3 separate regions of the Zea mays genome follow, and regions 2 and 3 are each linked to region 1. The links are chromatin contacts, called in public Hi-C maps. All regions are on one chromosome and are shown on one strand. The core of a region is the stretch at or near the end of the contact, and the rest is flanking DNA. Distances in the headings are between cores, read along the strand shown. Region 1 holds the start of LOC100284552 (zinc finger CCCH type domain-containing protein ZFN-like 1). Region 2 holds the start of LOC103649959 (probable serine/threonine-protein kinase PBL7). Region 3 holds the start of LOC103649960.

Region 1 (3,989 bases), core at 276-2,775:
AAGCATCTAATCCAGAAAACACTCAAGATTAAAAAATAATAACTTGAAGCTACCAAATACAGCAGCATTTTGTTAATACAAATCTTGGATACAAAGATGACCTCCCCTACTTTTCACATTGAACACAGGAACAAAGAAAAAAACTACAAAATGGGAGAAGAAAAGTAAGTTGTTATGTTGTATCATGGCTTGTCAGGAACTCAGGATCACCATAACAACATCTAAATGGAAATCAGGGGCTCAGCAATTGGCTTCCTATACTAGCCATTTGCCCGTGCTTTTTGCTACGTTTTTTATATATCATATAAATAAATATTGAGATATTCATTCAAATATAATTATTGTTTAATTCTAAACACTAAGATATATGTAGTCGGTGGTTAGCCACAAATTTCTAGAGTAGGGGTGTGTCTTTAAATGCTCGTTTTGCACTATTTTTATATAATTATTGTTTATTTCTAAACACAAAGGTACGTGTGGTCTGGTGGTGCCTGTGCAGGCAGTAGCTGAGCGTGGGGCCAACATGACACGATGCCGAGACGGGGACGCGTGGGGCGGGTCCCGTGTGTCAGCGCGGGGTGAAACCGTGGTAGCACCAGGTGACCACCTTCTGTTCTTAATAGTAGTAGGGATTTATTTGGAAGCCAATAGAGATAAACTAGTAGTAAATTTATTTAAAGCAAACAAGAAAGAGAAACAATTGTCTCAACCATAAAAGAAAGCAAGCTCAAAAATGCAGTTGCTAGCGATACGGTGCATAACACGCTATGAACGAACCACATTACTCAAATTAATAGTTTCTACGGTTCGATCCTCACGATAGTTGAAACAGTAACTACCTCAACCACACTGCGAATCTACCCGAAACGGAACAATTCGCCGATAGCAGCAAGCAGCTCGGACGCGGACACGGATCAGATCGGGGAGAGTGAAGGCTTCTGGACGCGACGCGCTCACCTCAGTGCCGCCACGATCGCGAGGGTGGTTGTAGCGGCAGCGCTCCCCGAAGCCGCAGGCGCCCGTGCGGAGGTAGTAGCCACAGTCCGCCTCGCCAGGCCGCTCTGGAAGCCACGTGTCCGCCTCCTCCCCAGCCCCCAGCTCCCCGTCCTCCCCCTCCCCGCCGCCGTCCAGCCCCAGCCTCAGCATCGGCCCTGCAACAGCCACGCGGTCACACCCGGGAACCCACCAGAGATCCGGTGCGGCCGTACGCCCGGCCGGAGATCTGAACGACACCGAGAAACCGTTAGGCAGGCAGTACCTTCGAGGCCGGTGCCCGGGCTTGCGCTGCCGCCCTCTGCTCCTCCTGCTGCAGCAGCGGCGGCCTCCTCGGTGTGCGGCGGCTCCATGGCGTCGCGGGCGGCGGGGAGGGAACAGGGAAGCTTCACGAGGCGGCGATCGGTAGGGCGATCGGAGTGGGAGGAGGAGATCGGGCTGTTTTTCTCTCTCTCGTTTCCTCTGGTGTGGCAGGTCACTGCTCCTGCCCCTTCTTTGTCTCTATTTTTCCGCTGCCTGTGTCTCGCAGTCTCGCTCGTGTCGCGTGTGCACCTGTTCGGAATATACACAGAGGGGTAGGTGTTCGTTTCACTTTCCTTTTAATTTTTCCGACGGAAGGTTTGTTTATTTTTTCGGTCCTGTGCCTTTGCTGCTGGACCACGCTTGAGGTAGCTTAGCTAAGCTATCTAGGGGGCGGATTTATGGTGGTTTTCGTTGGTTAGTTGAGATAACGGTTGGAGTTAAGACTGTTGTAATAGCACTTGAGGGCCAAGTTACGTTGCTTGTTGACTCGTGATCTCCATGGATTTTTTTAACATGGGAATCTGACTTTTATACGTAATTGGTTTCACTATCGCCAAGGTAAGTGAAATGTGACGTCTCTACCACATAAGAGCACATATAGATAGACTGCCTTATTCAGTTATTTGACATAGCTTTACTACTAATTTCAAGTTATTTGAAGTTCTTTTTTGCCAAGCAAATCCTTTCAAAACAGATTCAATCTGGGGCGAGCCTCATTGGATTCAATGCTATTCAATTGAATACCATTGAAAATAGGAAATACATAGAAAATAGAAAATAAATTAAATAAATGATGTTATCTTAATTTGGGCCAAAGTATCTCCTTCATACCTCTCACACCCAGCCAACTCAATAGATTGTCGTGGCACGTAAGGCCTAATGAAGTAACATAGCACACAATAGTACATCGCAACAACAACAAAAAATATCCAAACCCTATTGTCAGGGGGGCGAAGGGCCCAATTATGGCTAGGTCCAAACCATACCTAGTTGAAAAAGGCATTTAACTGAGAAATGTGATAATGGACACAAATCATATAATTCACAAGTCGCCTTTTAAGCACAATTTCCTATGTCTCCAAGACGTATCTAGTAAAATTATCGGTATGATTTTGTATTATGTATTATTTACCGCACATATGTTTCTTAGCAATTTATTCTCATTTTAGACAATGTTCTACTTCTATATATGTTATGCATTTTTATTCTACAATTTAATTGGTTATGTGCTACATACTATACAGCGTAGAGCCGTACCTAATTTTTTCTTCGTCCTCTGTTTGTGTGTTTTACCTTTTCTATCTTAGTTACCTGCTAGTTGGTAGGAACAAAACCTAGGTTACATAAATCTGTTTGCAGTAAAGATAGCAACAATTATACAAAACCATAGTTACACATATCAACACTTGGTTATCCGCTTATGTTTTGTTTAAGACAAAAAGTTGGAGAGCTAGATTAGTGAAAAAATAGTTATCCTAATTTACCCCTCTAGACATTCACATTCTTTTCGGTGATCTAATAGACATACTCTACGGTATTAAGACTCACTAACCGCTCATCTAGCAATCCTTCCTCAAGTGTCATTTGTATCTTAGTGTCTTGCTACGGCAAGGACCAACAAATCCTTTTCTTAGATTGACCCTAGGCCTCGTGCATGTCCTTACCTTTGGAGTGTGTGCAACCCGGACATAGAGATGCACATGTGATTGGTGGAACTAATTTGTTGTTTGGTTTTTCCCAATTAAAATTTAGTCTCTGTCACATCGAATATTTAAATAATAATTATATATATTAAATATAGTCAAATTATAAATTTAATTACATAGATGACGACTAGAAGACGAGACAGATTTATTAAACCTAATTAATCCTATATTTAATATTCATAACTATTATCTAAATATTTGATGTGACATGAACTAAACTAAATAAAACTTTAGTCAATAGAACCAAACACTCCTTAACTTTTCACCATGGAGCATGCGGTGTTTGAAAGAAGAGATATTTGTTGGTGGATGTGATTTTGGGAAGAGGTGATATAACAGATAAAGGGTAAGAAAGAAGGATGGCATTATAATCATTTTATTATTTTGTCCCTTCTCTGAAGTTGTTTTGGTAGATGTCTAAAGCAACTTTACATTTACCGAGAAGATGGTAGATCTCCGACTGTACCACAAATGGAGTGGTAATAAGATGGAACGGGGCGGAGCCGACTCCCACCATGATGGATCACGAACCGTCCGAAACAAACAAAAGCAACAGTGTTGGGTTGCGGTGGGAACAGTTACGGACCAAAATAAACCCAACCAAGCAGCTGTTTAGTGCTTTTACATACCAATATATTTTATTATATTGGTTCCATAGTAACGCACGGGCATATACTATTCGGAGATCCAAAATTTTCAGAACCTAATAAACAGACCAAATAGACCGAACGTCCAACCCTCTCAGCCCTAGTTTAAAATGTTGCTTTCATTGAATGGTTGAAATTCAGTCGCGGCTATATCAAGCAAGGGCACTACTTTGTTAGCAACAGAAGAAAAAGCACTTTATAGCCTACATTCTGAAAGCACATGTGCTTGCATGCACGGACATGATGGAGCCGCCGTTTTTGAGAGCAGAAAGTCAACTGATCCCATGATGATGGTCACTAAAAAAACTTAGGGTAAACGACATTATTAGATTAAGATCTT
Region 2 (3,626 bases), core at 131-2,630, 140 kb after region 1:
GAACGATACAGTGCGAAATGGGTGCGTTGCTCTTGTCCAGTATGGCACTGTGCGTCCACTTCCACCCCAGGCAGGCAGGCAGCCGGGCGTCGCGGGCGCCGGACAGGTGGGTGGGTGGCGTCGCGCGAAGGCCACCGGGACACGCTGCTTGCTCTGAAAAGCCGACGAGCAGACAACGGGCCCCGGGACCCGGGACATACTAGAAGAAGGCGGCCGGGATCTGCCGACCCCACCACGGTTCACACAGTCCACACCCTTCGCCGCGCGGCGCCTGCCCGGGCCCCCCGAATGGCCGTCCTTTTCGCGCCGTGCACGCGGACAACAGTGGCACCGGAGGTCGCCTTCACGGTGCGGCCGCGCACCTGGGTGTCCTCCGGATGCAGCAGGTTGGTTGTCGTCGTTCAATAACAATCGAGGGCTTGTTCGGTTATTTTCAATCCATATGGATTGAAGGGGATTGATACGGATTGAAGGGGATTTTGACTTAATAGGGATTGAATCCCCCTCAATCCCTCTCAATCCATATGGATTGGGGTAGAACCGAACATAGTTGGGCCCGTCTGCACGAGGGTGAGGGTGGAACGGGGGTTAGGCTGGAAAGCACGCCTAACAATAATGGATATACGTATTTATTAGTAGAATCATGGCGCTCTAAACCCGCTCCTGCTCCATGTCTTAATCGGTGGATAAGGATAAGCTTAACCGTAATGCACGTAGCACTGTAGCGACCCGTCACCCGTTCTTGACTTGTCAACTACATGCCCCATCCTTTCTGGGAGTGCTGTCTTTTTTTTACTGTAAAGAACGGTCTATGTGAGCGATAACAACAGCAACCTTTTGTGATCCGTGTAAGAAAAATATAATCACACATTTCCCCCCTTTATTGTCCAACCAAAAGCTATCCTTTCTTTTAGATAAAATACCCATTTTGCCCTGCCGCACTAGGTGCTATGGTAGTGATGGAGATGGGCCAAACCTTTTGAACAAAGTAAAAACCTAACGGAAAAAAATGATCCGTTCGTCCTAGTTGTTTTCTAACTGACCAGCAGTCAATATTTACCACACTGGTGACTAATAATAAGATGAGTTTTTTTAACTTGATTTTCAAAGCGAGTACCAAAAACGACCCGGCCTGCTCGCTCGTGTTTCTCTAGATGTACGTGTTGTTCTATGGACTTTTGCAGTGCAGAGTGAAAATCCGCACTTGATTCACAAAGTCTTTATTTTAAAAAAAATTGTATTTTAGTTTCCTGAAACAGTACAGGGAATAGTGTTTTGGACGAACGCATTTGGCTCGAAATTGGAACAAGAGTCCTTCGTGTACCTACTTTTTATAGGTTGACCCCAAATAAACAACTCCATACATAACTATACCTTCACAATTCGTCAAGCAAAACTATACTAAACCCCTTCAATTAGCAATTAATCTTTCCTGCCACTAGTGAGTCTCCGACGTCCCATCGATGCTGACTTTTCCGCCTTCCCTCGGCGCCGTTTTCCGTCCTCCGCTTTCCGTCGGTTTTTTTTAACATGTTTTCAAATCTTTTAGGCCGCACGCTGCTATCCTCATCAGTCTTCTCCGCTTTTCCCCCCATCTCCTTCTGGGCGCACCAGGAAAAAAATTGATACATTCCTCGGCAGCTGCGCGAGTCCTCTGTTGATACCCCCGGCGACCCAAAGCCCCCGTCCGAGCAGCAGCAGCAGCAGCCTAACAGGATTGGGGATTTTTTTTTGCTTCGTGTTCTCCTTCTCCTGCTGTAGGCGTTGATTCGGGTGATGAGAGATGGGCTTCTTGGCGTGCTTGTGCCGATGCCCTCAGGACGGGGACGACGACGAGAAGGAGGGGGAGCAGTTCAGAATCAACCACCAGGTCGCCTCAGGTGACGGGCGATGCTCATGCTTCAAAAAAAATTCTTTCTTTCTTGCGTTATGTTTCCTGCTTTTGCCTTCGTTAGTTGTAGCAAGCATACTTCGTCAGTTCGTCTGGCTAGGAAATTCTCGTTTCTTGGTGCTTCGTTCTGATACTAGCTTGTTCGCGGTATGTGTGGCCCTGATACTATACTCCGGTACCATGCTTCCTGTGAAGCTGAACTCGCGCTTGCTGTCAGAGGGACGTTTAATTCTACAAAATGAAAATAAAACCAAGTCTACTGATTCGTGAACTTGGTAGCGTAACCGGTTTTTAGTTGTTTATTTACGCGAGTGAAGAATTGTACTCATACTCAGCCATCATGAACTTTTTTTTTTATTCTGAATAGCATGGTCAACCTTTTCTTTATCACACGGCACCCAGCCTCGCGGACGAATTCCTTTAGCAACCAAGGCTGTTAGATTTAATCTTGCCATTGTGTAGCTAGAAACAATAGGCTGTGGCTGATCAAGTGCGTAGCAGCAAAACGTGTGAGACTAGTACGCTGTTGTTGCCTTGAGCGGTTACATACTCATGGTCATGGTGTGTGAGACTGTCACTGAGAATATGGACCGAGACTTTTTGGGCCAGCACGAGCACATGAGTCAGGCTTGGATCTACATAACCTATTAAAGTTAATATTGTTTAATTTCTTTAATTTAGTAATTTATAGACTTTATATCGTTGTAATATTTGAACTTTATGTGGTCAAATGACGTTAGCATTGTTTAATATCGTTAATTTAGTAAGCTATAGACTTTATGTGGTTGTAATATTTGAATTTTATGTGATTCAAATATATACTTAGGCTTAGGTCGGCACGGTCCAACGTAGGCATGACGTGCTTTAGGGCTATGCTGATCCACTATTTCTACTATTTAGGCTTGCATGGTATAATCAAAAAAAATTTAGGCCTTCTTAACTTGAGCCCGTTAGGCCTAAAACACGATGGCCTTTGGTCCGGCTTAGCTCAATTCCCAGCACTAGAGACCATGCCGTGTCAAGTGCATACACGTGTGGAGTGCACACAAGATAGACATGATCAGGAGAGTAGTAGCTGCATGCAGCCATTAGTCTCTTTCCTTGTGATTGGTATGCTGCACATATTCGTCCGGACTGAGCGCGTGCATTGACTAAAAAGCAGCCGCTGTTTGATTAACTGTATAGAGTCAGACTGAGCCTACACCCGCAAATGCAGCATAGGTAAAAAATATATCCCTTTACTGTATGTGTGCATACGCTCCGGCGTTCAGGTTCTGGTGGGCCACGCTCGCTAGAGCCAGGCGCTGCTCGTCCGTCCATCCAATCAGCCGGTTTAAGTCTTTATTGGTGTGTGCATGATCATTAGTAGTGGCGTGAGTTTAGCATCATGGATGAGTGCTGGCCGAGTGACTTGGCTGGCCCTTATCCCTTTGCATGTATCTTTGAGTTTATACAATGAATAGAAAACCGCGTGAGGCCATGGCAGGCGTGGACCAAAAAATCCTTGTTAGCTTGTGCAGTTCTGTTCTCGCGTGTCCGTCTGCAAGAAGAGCCTCCGTGAGAGAGATTGTGAGATAGTTGAGTGATGCAATTCCAACCACATAGCGAGGAGTGGTTCCAACAAAGGTCTCGACTTCTCGATATTGCAGATCTCTTATGTCTTTTTTTATGTGTGAATGGAATTCTATTCTGAACTATGCATTTAGGCATGCACACTACCCTCCGTTATTTCAAT
Region 3 (3,978 bases), core at 360-2,859, 220 kb after region 1:
ACAAAATTTATATATGGCTAGGATCACAAATGAATTATGAAACATTTTCTTATAACAATATAAGACACATTATATATATAAGTTATCATGGTATTGTGTGTTTCCGTTGCAACGCACGGGGCACTCATCTAGTAAGATAAAAGCATACAATAGATTATATTGGGTTTTGGGATGCTTCCTTTGTCATGAGCATTCTCCTTTTTTGCTTTTCGTGTCACAATGCTTGGTAAACAAGATTAATCCTCTAATTGTATAGTTATTATCACCAAAACCCACAATTTGGGCTTGCTTGCAGTTACACATTGCCTTCTGGTTATCGTCTTGTAGGCCTTGTTGAAGATGCCATGTAAATTATACATCGTTTAACTTCTTTAAATATATATAGTTTCTAATTGTGTATCTATACATAATACATATCTAATAGTACCTCTCAAAACTAAATCTCCAAAGAAAACAAAGCTCCAAGTTACAGAGACAGTGCACTCCCTTTAGGCTGGGTGCAACGCGAGTCGGTAGCGACTCCTACCTTATGGTCGACCACAGTGTTTGACTGTCCGAACCGGTTGATACCGTCTACGTTGGAGTCGAACCGGTTGGTATCGATTGGTCAGTATCAACCATTGCATTGGACTAATCGATCGGTGACGACCGACTTTAGTGATCGGTGGCATGTTTTGATTGGTCCACGCGTGCGCCACGACAGTTAACTATTTTTTTACTTTATCAAGTCCAAAAACTCGGAAAAAACTCAATAAAAATTGTGAATCTAATATATAAACTATATTATTTATGAATTATAATATTTATGTTTATGTTTTGTAACTTTATTTTTAAATTATATATTTTATTATTATGCTTGAGTTATATAATTTTTAATTGTTGTTGTGAATTATGCAATTTTCGCTTGATTACATAATTAGATGTATTTGAATTTTATTAAAATTTAGTGTTTAATGTCAACTAAAAGTCTGTAAAATAAAGCTAATCCAGCGATTGAGTAACTATAGACTGATGATAAAAATTATGCACTAGAGCGTTATAGATAAAAAAACTGATAATATGAACTATATAGACCGCCTTTAGCTGATATGGCGATAGGCCTGCCAGCCATATGCCTCACATACCTTTTTTATTCTCTTCTGGTTTCCTTGATCTCCGTCGTTCTTATTTCTCATGCGTCCGTGCGCATGTCTGCTCGGCCATTTCGAGGAGCCTGCTCTCGGCCGCTCCTCGGAGCAGCGGGCGCGGCAACCCTGCCAACCCGCGCGTTCGCAGCAGCTCCGCCTGTGGCCCGCGATGTCAGCGACCGGGGGAGGAATTTGAAAAAACTGGGGCAGTTTGTTTTCATCTTATTCCTCTGTACAACCGTTTTAAAGCGGGTTTTGTTTACCTTATTTTATCTGTTGTACAGGTGTTTGGAACGGATGAAGTACAAAATTAGGCGATTGTCGTGTGTATTCTACGAAAACGAAACAGCTCGATTACATGCCAAAACACAAGATCAGCAACAATCTTAGAGCAGTCTGGTTGCTGTGTCGTTCGGATTATCAGGTCAGGTCTCTATCAACACCTGCGGAGGACCGTGGCTCGTAGCCTCCGCACTGCTCAGACAATATGTAATGGACTTGTGCTCTAAAAACTCATAGGCGATTGTTCGCGTCTGTTTGTGGTCCCAAAGCAGCTATGGCCTCTGGCCGCTTGCCCCCTGCACTCGCTGTAGCTAGCCCCCACCCCACCGCGCTCTCCCGCGCCGGTCTGGCCGCGCGCGTCTTTGCTGCTCTTGTCAAACACGTCTTCAATCCGCTGCCCCCTGCCCTGGTAAAAAAAGAGGAAGAAGGAGACGCTGATGCTAACCGCCGCACTACTCTACTGGTGCGTCTGCTGCGCATGCGCGGGTAAATACGATCGGTATCGAGGGGGGATACTTTGGTCGCTCTCTGCACATATACATATACCATGAACTTGTACAAGACGATCCCACACCCACATACATGAACTGTCATATGCATGATGGTTTACAGAGCAACAGATGCTACCCGGCGTACAAACACGCAAGCAGTTCCAGATCGACGAGGCATGGCACTACTGGCGGGTCACAGCGACTCTGAACCGATCACTCACCACGACTCCGAACCGGACCAACGGCACGCCCGGCCATGGCCCGTGGCCGTGCTCTCAGAAGAAGCCGCGGCGGCGCGGCGGGGGCAGCAAGAGGGCGACGAGCATCAAGGCGGCGACGGCGACGAGGGCCAACGCCACGAGGATGCTCTCGTCGACGGTGAGCAGGCACACCTTCCCCATGGACGGACTCGCAGCCTGGGGAATGGCGGTGCAGAGGGGCCTTCAGCTGCAAGCGGGCAAGCTCAAGAGCGATGCCTGGATGCGCGTCCTTGTCCTTGTTATAGTTGTTGAAGTATCTCCGTCTCTCTGGGTCAACTGCTCTTCGAAAGCACTTCTTTTTTTTTTCCTTTGAAGCGTTGCGATGACATGCACCAAACAAGCGTCAGTCAGTATATTGACTAGTTGGTACAACGGCTGCAAGTAATGTAATGTACACTGGGAGTGGGACGTGAATTGTGAGCTACGAGTCTACGACCACGCAGCAAGTCCTCGGTCTTGTTAGCATAAGCTTCAAGGTTCTGGTTCAATACTTCACAGAATCATGAGTTCGGTGATGGCTGCAGATATGTCAAATAATAGATTGACCCTGAGTATGAACATCCGCACCCTTTTTTTTTAATGAAGTGGACAAATTTTGATAACACTGCCATATGCTTATATGCACGAGCGAGTGTTAAACAAAAGCACAATGTCAATGCACTTTTTGGATGGCACTATGTGGCTCGTTTAATAGTTATACTCCCTCCGTTTCTTTTTAGTTGTCGCTGGATAGTTCAATTTTGCACTATCCAGCGACAACTAAAATGAAACGGAGGGAGTATTTACCAGGCGCCTTCAGAGTTCAAACTAAACTAACAGTTTAATTCAATGATAACCGCATCTCAAGTGTCTGGCTCTTCAAATTTTGATCTAAATCGCACAGCAGATTTCGGACGAAAAATTTGCATGCCACAAACAGCGCGGAGCTATAGGCAGGTCGTTCTCGAGGGCCAATTTCTAAAAATGGTAGCCAAAGCAAACGACAACACCAGCGTATCGGTTTTTTGTACAGTCGCTTTACTGTACAAGTCGTGACAGATACAGTGCACAAGGAAAAATCTTCTCGAGGACTAATAACGACCACATGGATATGGGCGGCCATATGGCCAGTCAAATGAGTCATGACGAAACATGAGGACGAAATCTTCGTCTTACCCTATTGACCATTGGTACGATGCCTTCTGCCAACTAGTAGTGGACACGTAAGCAGAGTAGTATATCTGCACAAATTTGCTGTCAAAGGATGTAGAACTCGCAAACTGAAAAACTGAACAAGAGCAAACAGTAATGATCGATAAAATAGCCAGTTATTTGCACAGAACGTTATCACCATTTGTAAAAAGTAAAAACTACACAATAGTACCAAGATTCATGAGTTATGATTTGTTTGCATACTCTAGTATTCACCTCAATCCATATGTATTGATTATACCCTAATACACCTCAATACATGTAGATTCATGTGAATAATAGAGTATCCAAACAAAGACTTACAATAACTCTTTAACAGCTACTGTACATGAACTTCACATGCATTTATAGATGATTTATTTACACATGATATTGAACTACAGTATTCTCAGAGAAATTACAGGTATTACAGAATTACATGAAACTGGGGTAATTGCCAACCAAAGTCGCGAGGAAACAAAGTGTTCTTTCCTTCTAGCCACCTTCCAAATATGGTTCAAAAGCACCATATACAGCAGCCCCGAACTGGACATAAATGATAGCATAAAACACCCTGGCTGCACATTTACGAGCGAAACTACCACTTAGCAATTGTGGCAACTGAGATCAGTCACTGATATAAAGTAC

The links. Hi-C and Micro-C count contacts between places; a contact is called where the count stands out from the background.
Region 2: a contact with region 1 is called in a Hi-C map of endosperm, with 6 times the contacts expected there. The contact joins the promoter of LOC103649959 here to the promoter of LOC100284552 in region 1. A contact is called at or near these places in 15 of 25 Hi-C or Micro-C datasets (bundle sheath, ear, endosperm and 5 more) and 1 of 3 datasets of contacts at active chromatin or transcription factors (seedling).
Region 3: a Hi-C map of leaf shows a contact between it and region 1, with 4 times the contacts expected there. The contact joins the promoter of LOC103649960 here to the promoter of LOC100284552 in region 1. A contact is called at or near these places in 8 of 25 Hi-C or Micro-C datasets (bundle sheath, ear, endosperm and 2 more).

The regions. Positions count from the first base shown.
Region 1 is chr3:37,147,843-37,151,831 of Zm-B73-REFERENCE-NAM-5.0, forward strand. LOC100284552 (zinc finger CCCH type domain-containing protein ZFN-like 1) reads right to left here and starts at 1,526. Exons shown (of 9, transcript NR_182079.1): 1 at 1,259-1,526; 2 at 958-1,151.
Region 2 is chr3:37,289,870-37,293,495 of Zm-B73-REFERENCE-NAM-5.0, forward strand. It overlaps LOC103649959 (probable serine/threonine-protein kinase PBL7), which reads left to right and starts at 1,381. Exons shown (of 5, transcript XM_008675652.4): 1 at 1,381-1,880. The coding sequence starts at 1,784.
Region 3 is chr3:37,364,681-37,368,658 of Zm-B73-REFERENCE-NAM-5.0, forward strand. LOC103649960 reads left to right here and starts at 1,610. Exons shown (of 2, transcript XM_008675654.3): 1 at 1,610-1,872; 2 at 2,022-2,750. The coding sequence starts at 2,030. The coding sequence ends at 2,473. It overlaps LOC100304334, which reads right to left. Exons shown (of 10, transcript NM_001356615.1): 10 at 3,676-3,978.